Regions from separate parts of the Sus scrofa genome. Here region 2 is linked to region 1. Evidence: chromatin contacts called from public HiChIP or PLAC-seq data. All regions are on one chromosome and are shown on one strand. The core of a region is the stretch at or near the end of the contact, and the rest is flanking DNA. Distances in the headings are between cores, read along the strand shown. Region 1 overlaps DCAKD (dephospho-CoA kinase domain-containing protein). Region 2 holds the start of HEXIM1 (protein HEXIM1).

Region 1 (5,940 bases), core at 3,441-5,940:
GGCAGGAACCCGAGACCAGCCCGGGGCTGACGGAAAGCCCTCCCCTCCTCTGAGGCCTTGAAAGGAAGAACGGAAGCACCAGGGAGCTGCTGTGCACGACCCGCGCCCCCCACTCACCATGCCGGGCAATGACGTCCACGTCAATCACCGCACAACCCAGCTGCTGGAGCACTTGGAGAACCGAGCTCTTGCCGGAGGCAATGCCCCCTGTCAGGCCCACCAGGAACATCCTTCCGGGAAAGAGGGAGCCAGGCTAAGAGGCAGGAGCCAGGAGCCACTGGAGGCCAGGCTCGCCTGGCTGTGATGCTCCACCACAGCAGGGACAGAAGGACTGGCCTGTCGGACAGAGCAGGCCTGGTCAGTGTGGGGCCAAACTGGCCGGGGGGCAGGGCGGAGAGGGAGGCAAAGACAGAGGAGGAGACACAGCCTTGGGGAGCTCAGGCTCCACCCGAGACAGAAAACTCTTTCAGGAAAGGCCTCTAGTGTTCTTTATTTTTTTTAGGGCCACTCCCGTGGCATATGGAGGTTCTCAGGCTAGGGGTCCAATTGGAGCTAGAGCCGCCAGCCTACACCACAGCCACAGCAACACGGGATCTGAGCCGCACCTGCGACCAACACCCCAGCTCGAGGCAATGCCAGATCTTTAACCCACTGAGCAAGGCTAGGGATCGAACCCGAAACCTCATGGTTCCTGACACTGCGCCATGACAGAAACTCCTACTATTCTTTTAAAAACACTCATGAAAGCAGTTCCCAGTGTGGCACAGTAGGTTAATGATCCAGCTTATCTCTGTGGAGGCATTGGTTCGATTCCGGGCCCAGCACAGCGGGTTAGAATCCAGTGTTGCTGCAGCTGTTGTTTAAGCCACAGATGTGCCCCGGATTTGATCCCTAGCCTGGGAGCTTCCAAATGCTGTGGGTGCAGCCAAAAAAGAGAGGGAAAAAGCCAACCAACAAAAAAACCCACTCATGAAGAAGGCAAACTAACACTGTGTAAATTTAGCAACCAAAATGCCGAGCAGGCAGAACAAGGTCGGGCGCCGCTGAGTGGAGGGCTTTGTGGAGGCGGCAGTACCCTATGCAGGCAAACTCCCCGCAGGAAGGGACACCTGGCCCCCTGCAGTGAACCCGGGACACTTTCCAGACGCCCACACAACACCTGCAGCCCCACTTTCTAGTCTGGGACACTGCGGCTCACGAGCACCAGGGCTGGGATGGCTGGGGAGCTGGTCCAAACTGATGAATAGCCCCTCCTCCTCCTCAAAGAAGCGGCACAGGTGGGGAGCTCAGTGACAGGCAGTGGCTGCGTGGCTACTAAGCCTCGGGTTCAGAGACGTACAGACTGTGCCAAGAAAGAGCCAGGAAAGGAAGACAGGCTTGAGCCTGGTGTGGTGATTTGTGGCTCCTGGGCTGAGCAGGACAGCAGAGGCAAGGAGCACAGACCTCTCCAAATCCAGTATTTCCACTCACATGCTGTGCAACCCAGGGCAAGTCACTTCCCTCTCTGAAACTATTTTCTTTTTTCGTTTTTTTTTTTTTAGGGCTGCACTTGCGGCATATGGAGGTTCCCAGGCTAGGGGTCCAGTTGGAGCTACAGCTGCCGACCTAAACCACAGCCACAGCAATGCAGGATCCGAGCCACATCTGCCACCACAGCTCATGGCAATGATGGATCCTTAACCTACTGAGCAAGGCCAGGGATCAAACCCTCAACCTTATGGTTCCTAGTCAGATTTGTTTCTGATGCGCCACGACAGGAACTCCTGAAGTTCGGTTTTCTCATCCGTAAAATGGGGTAAAATAGGCATGACAGAAGCTGCCCCCAGAGGCTGTCGTGCAGACTGAATGGAAAGAGTATCATCTGCGGCCCTTGGCACACTGCTCCTGACATGACAAATGCCCAGGAAAGGAAGTGAGGGGGCTGGTGTAGGCTGGACGGTGGGGGTTACTGTCAAGCTGTGAGGCTCGGAGAGAAAGACTGCCGTGAAGTTGCGTCGCCACTCCCACAACCTCAGACTGTCTCACAACAGACTTTATTTTTTTTAGCCTTTTTAGGGCCACACCTTCGGCATATGGAGGTTCCCAGGCTAGGGGTCTAATTGGAGCTACAGCTGCTGGCCTACGCCACAGCCACAGCAATGCAGGATGCGAGCCGGGTCTGCAAGCCACACCACAGCTCAGGGCCACGCCGGATCCTTAACCCACTAGTCGAGGCCAGGGATTGAAGCTGCATCCTCGTGGACACTAGTCAGATTCGTTTCCACTGAGCCAGGATGGGAACTCCTCACAGTAGACTTGAAGTCGTGCTGCATTTTCAGGCGTAAATATGATCACCGCGTCTTAGCCTTTGTTCCCAAGTTGGGAGAAATTAAATCGAAGGCCAGGTCTCTCCCCCCCTCCTTCAGTGTGAAATCACTTCTCCAGGACCTTAAAATCTGTCATAGGACTTTTTTTTTTTTTTTGGTTAAACAGCAGATTTACTGTCCTAATTGCTTCCTTGCACTTATACTGAAAGGAGTCTGCCTCTCTTGAGGACACACCAAATGACAGGGGAGGCAGCCGCTCCGATGTGGGCTGAGGAGGTGGCTTGGGGCGGCGAGGACACCAATCTAGAAGTTAAATCTCCCAGGCTCATTCTCACCCAGGGAACCCAGGGGCGGAGAGAGGAAAACATCCACCAGAATCATCATCCAAATGGAGAGATCGAACCACATTATTCAACTATTTACGAAGCCCTTCTTCTCAATCTCCCTGAGACCTGGGTTGCCCCCAGGTTGGTCTCCCTCCAGCTTACAAAAAGAGAAGTTCAGGATAGGGTTCAGCTGTGGAAAAAAAAAAAATCCTGGAGTTCCCATTGCGGCTCAGTGGAAACAAATCAGACTAGCATCCATGAGGACACAGGTTCGATCCCTGGCCTTGCTCAATGGGTTGAGGATCTGGCATTGCCATGAGCCATGGGTCACAGACATGGCTCAGATCTGGCACTGCTGTGGCTGTGGCGTAGGCCAGCATCTGTAGCTCTGATTCAACCCCTAGCCTGGGATCCACTATATGCCATGGGTGAGGCCCTAAAATGACCAAAAAAAAAAAAAAAAAAAAAAAAAAAAAAATCATCCACTCAGCTGAAGTTTTGAAATGGAATACCCAGCACGAGCGTGTTTTAATCCCAACTCTGTCCTGCTGTCTGTAAAGCACTGAATCTCCTCTTCGGCTGAAGTCCCACCTGGAGGCCTGGGCGTGGGGCTTGAGGACAGGCCGCAGCTGAGGGAAGGGGCGACGGCTGGTTCTCCTCAGGGCCCTGACCTCTCATCCATCAAAGACAGCCCGTGTCACCTGGTCACCTAAGTTTGCCAAGTTGGGTAAAGGGGCCTGGAAAACCTTGCAGGCAGGCAGACTTTTAACTCCTGCCGGTACACAGGCCTGGGACCCCTCTCGAGACCCCCTGAATCAGATCTCTGCGGGGCAGGATCTGGGCAGCTCTGCTGTGTAACAGGGCCTGGGATGGACTCTAATTCTTCCTTTATGGTGTTAAGGATGGAGGACCAGAGAGGAAGAGACTTGCCCAGGGCCGGTTATTAGCATAGCCTGGGTGGAATTCAGGGCCCCAACTCCCAGTCTAGACCCCTGCCTTCCTGTACTCGGGGAATGGAAAATTCATTTACATGTAGATTAAGTATGACTAAGCAAGCATGGTGTCCTTTTCTGCAGGCCAATCAATGCGAGACCAAGGGAAAAATTCCTTCTTGCTGATCACACTGGTGTTTTTCCTCTGCAGAATAGAGGGCTGGGTCTTAGGAACAGTAACCGGGGCCCAGATGTAAATTCCAGGCTCGGCTCTGCCCCAGGCTCAGGGGGCTGAGAGCCTCATGAGCAGCCTCCCTTCTCGGGGGCCCTGGACGATCATCTAGAAACAGACTAACAGCTGCTTGGCCTCTGCCAAGAAGGCCATGGGGACAGAGAAGCACCTGCCTAAGGAGGCTGTGGGCCCCTGGCTGAAAGGGGCTGGACAAATATCAGCTGTTCCCATCTGACAAGCACCCTGCGCCCCCATAGTTCACTCCTGACCTAACTGCTGACTGAGCTCCCCTGGGCTCTGCAGCTCAGGGCTGAGACCTCTTGAGCAACCAAAGGAAAACACAGGTCTGGCCCCTCAGGAAAATTTGGAGACAGTAACAAACAAAGCACCGGCAGGTGAAGGAGAGCAGTCACACAGTCACGTGGTATCACCCTGGGCCTGGGGAGGGGGCAGGGTGGATCTGCCCAGGAGCTGCACTGACTAAGAGCCCCCCGGCCCCCCAAGGTTCAGCAAAGAGGTACAGAAGCTTTCAGGTTTCAAGCTGCCTCAAAGTCCCACCCAGACCGGGCCCATAGCTCCGATCCCCAGAGAAGTAACTGGAGAAGTAAAGTCTTTGATATCCCGTGTTCAGAACCCTCTTCCTGGTCTGGTTCAAAAATCATCATCTTCTGGAATCCGCTCCGGTTTTCCCCCTCATCCTCCTGCCATTTACACGGAGGCAGTGGGGGCCTCGCGGTAACTGCTAAACCTGGCTCTGATCTGAATCCCCTGTGAAACTTTCGAAAAGATGCAGAAACCCAGGCTCCACTCCAGCCCCCTGAGTCTGAATCTAGGGCGGGACCTCACGTCCCAGCCAGCCAGGCACCAGCTCCGTGGCTGAAAGGGAAAGTCGTGGACTGGAAGCCGAGAGGCCCGAGTCCCCGTCTCTGTATTCTGCCACAGACCTAGCTGTGTGACTGCAGGAAGCCTTCTCAGCAGCCTGGCCCGGGGCGGGCAGTGCTTAGAAACAGCTGAGCGGCCAACGCCAGGCCTGGTGAGCCTCAGTCTCCACGTCTGTGACGAGGGGCCGGACATCCAGCCCTGGGGGAGGCTGAGTCCCACTGCTGCTTCCTTCTGCTCGGCCCTCTTCCCACAGTAACCAAAGAATGACAGGACCTCTGGGGGCCGGGACTCTTCCTCCTCAGCACCGAAAGCTGTTCCAGGAGCTGGCTTGGCTGGAGAGGTAAGGACACCGCCAGGTTCCAGAGCAACGCAGGGAAGCTGATGGAAGCTGCATCCCGGGTCTGGAGGGGGTTGGCCAAGGTGGGACTCCATCCCAGGGGGAGCCACACCCGACCCTCCCTCAGCCCTCATTCTCCAGGTCAAGGGAGAGGCAGTAGGGTGTAGACAGGGTAAGGATTGGAGTCAGACAGGGGGGCCTGCAGCCCTGTCTGGTGAAGATGGAATTCTGCTGTGCTCCATTCATCTTTTTTTTTTTTTTTTGGCCTCAGCGAGCAGCAGCTTGATGTGGGATTTCAGTTCCCAGACCAGGGATTGAACTGGGCCGGCAGCGAAGAAAGCGCTAGAAAGTCCTAACCACGAGACCACCAGGGAACAGGCCCTGTTGTGCTCCATTAACGGTGGGCCTCACTCACGGAGGCTCTCCCGAATGCCATTTGGTTTTTACTTCCTGGGCCTCCAAAGCCCAGAGAAGAGACAGAAAATATACTTGGAAGAAGGGTCTCCCGTGGCCTCTCTGGCAGGCCTTCCTAGGGAAAAACGAGAGGGGATTGCTTCATGGGCCTCCAGACAAGGAGCCCCACTGTCCCCACGCTGTCTGGACTTCTAACTCCACGGGCCGGCCTGCTAACCCCAGCCACCAGCACCCTGGGTCCAGACAGCTGTGGTGGCCTTGCGGCCTGACCCTCCAGTCCCTGCCTGCTCCTCCCAAGGCAGCCAGGGTCGTGGCTTAAAGTCACCATCTGCTCATGTCACTCCCGTTTAAAACGTTCGCTGTATTCCTCCTCCTCCTAGCCCCTCACAGAGGCCACTGGGTCCTGTGTGACCCTCCTGCCGTCAACCCCTCCATCACTCCTCGTCCACTGCTCCTGCCCCCACGAAGCTTACACTCAACGCAGTGGGGCAGGGGTGAGGGAGAGGGATAT
Region 2 (5,708 bases), core at 2,307-4,806, 81 kb after region 1:
CCAGTCCTCAGGCTGGGGAGCTGGAGGCAGAAGCTCCCACTTGCGTTCTGGAAGCAAGATCCTAGGGAGGGCCCAGTCTGTGCTTGAGGCCTGGGCTGGAGCCTGACTCCCTCCTCTTGGCAGCAGAAGTCCCCACCCAGTGCCAGGCCTTGGCCCCTCAGGCTCTCCGGTCCCACTCTGCTCTTCTTCCTCCTGTGGCCCTTCATCGTCCAGTGGCTCTTGCGACAGTTTCGGACCCAGAAGAGGTGATTTTCCATGACGGAGGTCTCTGCAGCCAACCGAGGAGGCTCTGAGCCCTGTCTTGCTGTGCCCTGAGCCTTCCTATGGGTTTAGGGAGAAAACAGCGTTGACCCCAGCTCCCACCCTCTTCTGGCTGTGATCCGGGTTTGCCTTGGCACCTCTCCCCTAAAAGGAGGCCAAGTAAGACCCCCGCTTCCCCTGCAGCTCTACAGAGACTCTCCCTCCTCACCCCCCACCCGAGCTCCCGAGGGTGGCTGTGCCCGGCCCCGGTTCGGGGTTGGCCAGCGGCTCGGGGGCGGGGTTGCCGGGTCTCAGCCTCCGCAGACCTCCCCACCCGCCAGGTCACCTGACTCGCTCCCACCCCTGCCACTCCCCAAGGAGGCTCAGCTCGTGGGCAAGCTGGGACTTGGGCCGGGGCCTGGAAGAGTGATTGGCTGGGAGGCTGCGGGAGAAGGCCAGGAGGCCCGGCAGAGTTGGGGAAGGGCGGGGAGCGCTGGCCCTGGGGGAGGGGAGTCCGCTCCCTTTGGCTGGCCGCCCTACCCCCACAAATACTCAGGACGTCTTCACTTACTAAAGAATGTTTCACTAAATAAAATAAAACCTTCATCTTCTGCCGTCTGGGCTGCCACGGAGTGAGGTGGGAGCGGGTCCGGGAGGCGCGAGACTCAAGTCCCTTTCCTCCCCCTGCCCCGCCGCCCGCGGCCCGCCCGGAGAGGCCAGCGGCCGGTGTTCCCGAGGGAGCATCTTCCTCCTCCCGGGCCTAGTGGAGGGCACACAACCCGGGGGGCCGGAGGGGCTGCGGGGGCGTCCAGGGCTGGGTGGGGGCCCTCAGCCGGGGGTGGGGGTGGGGCCGAGGCTGCGTCCCTGCCCCTCTTCCCGTCGGGGACAGGGGTGCGGGGGACCGGTGAGCTGGGGGCGGCCGGAGGAGTCCAGCGGGGCTTGGGCACAGGCTTCTTCCCGGCCCGAAGGAAGGGCGGCTGCTCCCTGCGCCGCGCGCGCGCGCGCGCGGCGCAGGGCCAGGGACCTGAGACCCTGGCCCCGTAAGTGCCCACTGCCTGTTTCCCCCTCCTAGGCTGCTCGCTTCCAGAGTCCTCTCCCGCGCCCAGGGAACTTTCTGGAAGGCCAAGGCCTGCAGGAGCTTCGTCCCCGCCCCTCCCCGAGTGAGCACAGACCCCTGGGGGCCACCAGCTGCTGTGGGCTGCTCTGGTTCCAGCATTTTGAGTTAACCCCTGTGTGAAGATGGACATCTGAAGGGGAGGGAGAGAGGGTCCAGGCTGGTGCTGGGGATGCGGGCCTGGGGCGGAAGCCAGCTCCACCACTTGCACTTACTAGCTGTGTGACCTGGGCAAGACTCTTAACTGCTCTGAGCCTGGGTCACCTTATTTGTGGAATAACGACGAGGATCTCTTCGTTGTAAAGGCAGTCCAGGGGTTTATATGAGCAGGACATGTAAAATGCCTGGCGAAGAGTTAAACCTCAGCTAATAGCAGGGTGCCTGGCCTCTTGTTTCATAGAATTCTGGAATTCCACAACCCATGAGTCTGGCCACGCCTCCCCTAATAGGACAAATGAGCCCATGCAGCTGAGCCCTATCCAGTAGACCAGGCTGGGCTCAGCTGTACCTTCCAAAGCCCCTGACTGAGGATAGCCAGGCGTCCTCTGGTGTCTGAAACTGTGACTGTGGAGTTCTCTGCAAAATCCCTTTACCTCAGGGCGCTCCCAGTATGAGGGGCAGTTCTTGCTCTCAGGGCACCTGCGACTGATGAGCAGCACAGAGGAGGGGCAGGCTTTTCAGAGTTCTTGGAAGCTCAGGGAAACAGGCTAGGATGTTCAATTTCAAAACATCTGGAGGTGCCCCAGGGGCACTGTTGCTTGCCTTTTCCCTTTGGGCGTGCCCGTCATCGCTTCCCCAAGGACAGCTCCCGAGTCTCCAGACAGGTCCTTTCTTTGGACAAGTTGCATGTGCTTTGTAGAATGCCCTACTTCATGCTACTCAAAGACGGCCAAGAAGTCATCTCCTGCATGAAATCTGTCCACAATTCTCAACTCCTAAGCAATTTGGCTCATAAACTCCCACCAGGATTTTCTTCACTTGCTATTCTGGCTTACTGTGGTTGGGTCGTCTCTCCAAACAGTCCCTGAGTAGCAAGGATGATACTTTATTCATCATTGTGCTCTCTTATCAAATCATTGCCAAAGGAAGAAATAAGAGCCTAAATTAGGCTGAAGCTGTTGGGGATGAAAAGGAACTAAATCCAGGAGTTCCTGTTGTGGCTCAGTGGGTTAAGGACCGTACCTCTCTGTGAAGATGTGGGTTCAATCCCTGGCCTCACTCAGTGGTTTAAGGATCCAGTATTGCCGCAAGCTGCAGCTTAGTTTGCAGAGGTGGCTCAGATTTGGTGTTGCTGTGGCGTGGGCCCCAACTGCAGCTCTGATTGGACCTCTGGCCCGGGAACTTCCATATGCTGCAGGTGCAAAAGAAAAAAAGGAACTAAATCCAGAGTTCATACGAAAAAAAAGAGTTTTGTGTCTGTGACAAAGAAAAATGGTACGGGGTCACAAAGACCTTTGCTCTGGCCTAAACTGCCACTTAGTTGTCATGTGACCCTGGACAGATCACTTAATTTCTGAGCATTAAAGAGGTTTCTTATCTCTAAAATAGAGACAATAATCCCTACTCTGCCTAACCCGCAGGGCTGTGGTGGAGCAAATGGTTCTGTGTGTAAAAGAACGTTGTGCAGTGGAAAGCAGCTGGAATATAAGACAAGGCTGTAAGTAAGAAATAGTAGGAATGGGTCACTGAGTGTATGGCCAACTGAGATTACAGAGAGGCTTAAGTGATTTGAACAGAGTTTGGGCTACTTCTGGGCCCTATCTTTTGGGCGGGAGCTTGGAATCTGGAGAACTTTCCCAAGGAGAGTATGTCCCTCCCACCCCCATGAATCTGCCCATAGTTCTGGGCCAGAATCCCCCTGCCCCCATTTCTGGGCAAGACTTCCTCCTGGGGGAGCCTCTGGCTCTGCTTTCCTCAGGGTGTTGCCTAGCGCCCACTGACGAAGAGCCTTGGTGGCTCTTTTGCTCTCTCTCTCTCTGCGTAGCCAGGATTGATTATTTCAACTCTTTATTAATTTCAAACCCCTCCCCCCAAGAAAGCAGCTCATCAGCCGCCCTGCACTCTTCTATCTGGGCATTTCCTGGTCGGTTCCCAAGTGAAGAGACCAAGAAGGCCTCAGGAGGCCATTTTCTTCCAAAGAACCTGAGGCCCCGGGGACGGGGGAAGGGGGGAGGGGGCAGGGGCAAGGCCTTCCCGCCCCGGGCCGGACAGCATGCACACCCAGCGTTTCCCCCGCTCAGGCTAGAGACTCGGTCACGGCCCACCATTTTGCACTGGCTCCTGGGGCGGCGGCAGTCCTGAAAAAAACCACGCTGGGGCTGGGACTCCGCCACTTTCGGCCAAGAACCCCAAGGCCAGTCCGAAGGTGGACGTCACCCAGGACTCGAACCTGCCTTCTCATCTTTGGAGGCCTAGTCCGAGATTGCGGTCACACTGTCCCTTTAAGGCGGCACTTTTTATTCTTCATTTGTTTACCTCTTCATGCGCTTTTTTAAAAAACACAAATTGTGTTCACAATATCCTTCCGCAAATGTCAATCCCAGTCACTAGCTACACACTCTGAAGCCATTCTTGTAATCTTAGGAATCTAAGACTTATTAGCCTTGGGCCAATATCTCTCTTTATAGAATTTAACCCTCTTTTGCACTTTAGGGACTATTTTTTAGGAGTAAACCATTCCTGCTTTAGTTAACACATGTTTATGACCTTCAGAACCTTTCCGCTGAGGACAGAATACGAAAAAAGCCTTTAAGACGCACCTTTTCATAAAAATATTCTGTGTGGGCCCTCATAGCCATGGAATCTTCTCGTATTCCCGAAGCAGAATGGTATGGTCCAGAACCCGCCCCATCTTCTCTGCGATTGGCCTTCCTTCCTCAGCGAGACGTGGGCCTCTTGGCCAATGGTGACCCACGTTTCTCTAGCGAGCGATAAGCGATGGAAGGAGACGGCCTGGAAGACGCCCCCTACGCGTCCTGGGATTGGCTACGTCGCACGGCGCGCGAGGATGGCGGGCCTGAAAGATGGGAACTACGACTCCCAGCTTCCAGGGATGGGGACTCCGTTACGCATGCGCATAGGCGGGGCAGCCCGGCTTCTATATAAAAGGGGCGCAGCGGGCTGGGAGGCAGCAGTTGGAAGTTGGCAGGTGGAGAGGCAGGTTGGGAGGGGAAGTCGGGGGAGGAGGCGGAAGAGGAGCTGTCGGAAGGGGGAGGAGGGCGGGAGGAAAAAGAGGAGGAGGCGGAGGAGAACTGAGCTGAGCAGAGCATCGAGCCAAAGGGGAGATGAGTTTGTCTGTCCTCGGTTGAGGCTCCGGCCGGGCCTAGGGAACTGGGAGCCCGGGTTGGAGCGACACCCGTGGAAGTGGGAGGAGGTGGCTCTGGGACTTTAACCCCTTGTGGGCTCTGCGGCAGGGGATTTAACCCTTTGTGGATCCAGCCCCTCGGAGTCAGCGTCATCGGGTAGTTTTAACCCTTTCGGGGCTGGGTTTAACCCGTTGGATTTAACATCTCGTTGCCCACCAACTCCTCGATAGCGGGGCGCGCTGCGGGGAGGCTTGAGGCCCACCCCCTCTGCACATTACGTACTGTTTTGCTGCTGCACCCCCTTGGACGCGCTAGCTGGCCGCGCTGTGAGCGCTTAACCCTTTACTGACTTGAACTCCCCAAGTTGCAGTTGGAGTTTGCTGACAGAAGGACTGGCTAAAGGCATCACTGCAGGAATTACAGACCGAAGAGGACTGTGTTGGACATTTTTGAAAAGAAAAGAAAAACCTTTTTTTTCTTTAAGGACTTAACAGCCAAAATTCTTCAAACTTCGAGAAGAGGATTCTATTAGCCATGGATGAGCCACTCTTGTCAGAGTATCAGCACCAGCCTCAAACTAGCAACTGTACAGGTGCCGCTGCTGTACATGAAGAGCGGAACCCCGATCGCCCCCCAGGCGCGGAGGAGCGAGTGCCCGAGGAGGACAGTAGGTGGCAATCGAGAGCGTCCCCCCAGTCGGGTGGCCGTCCGGGACAGGAGGGGGAAGGGAGCCAGGAGCCTCAGCTGCCTCCCTTGCAAACCCAGGTCAGCCCAGAATCCAGCTGCCCTGAAGCGGGTGAGAAGGGCCAGAATGGGGACGACTTGTCCGCTGGCGGAGCTCCCCCGCCGGCGGCGGGAGGGGAACAGAGGCCCGAAGCCAACAAGTTGGGGGCTTCTGCTGCAGGGGGCGAGGAGGCGTGGGGACAGCAGCAGAGACAATTGGGCAAGAAAAAACATAGGAGACGCCCCTCCAAGAAGAAGCGACTTTGGAAACCGTACTACACGCTAACCTGGGAAGAGAAGAAAAAGTTCGACGAGAAAGAGAGCCT

What was found. HiChIP or PLAC-seq counts read pairs in DNA pulled down with a chosen protein or histone mark.
Region 2: an H3K27ac HiChIP or PLAC-seq map of skeletal muscle shows a contact between it and region 1. The contact joins the promoter of HEXIM1 here to the enhancer-like site in region 1. A contact is called at or near these places in 3 of 47 Hi-C or Micro-C datasets (heart right ventricle, liver and mesenteric adipose tissue) and 2 of 2 datasets of contacts at active chromatin or transcription factors (alveolar macrophages and skeletal muscle).

Annotation. Positions count from the first base shown.
Region 1 is chr12:18,349,566-18,355,505 of Sscrofa11.1, reverse strand. It overlaps DCAKD (dephospho-CoA kinase domain-containing protein), which reads right to left. Exons shown (of 5, transcript XM_005668727.3): 2 at 118-230. The coding sequence starts at 229. Among named protein-coding and RNA genes, the nearest start is that of DCAKD, 15 kb to the right of the region's middle. Within about 2 kb of position 4,690, at least 30 of the 83 cell types and tissues checked have an H3K27ac peak or open chromatin away from gene starts, as enhancers often do. A contact at or near this core is called in mesenteric adipose tissue and skeletal muscle, where this site is marked.
Region 2 is chr12:18,267,937-18,273,644 of Sscrofa11.1, reverse strand. HEXIM1 (protein HEXIM1) reads left to right here and starts at 3,556. Exons shown (of 1, transcript XM_003131323.5): 1 at 3,556-5,708. The coding sequence starts at 5,194. It overlaps ACBD4 (acyl-CoA-binding domain-containing protein 4), which reads left to right. Exons shown (of 10, transcript XM_003358011.4): 10 at 124-858. The coding sequence ends at 249.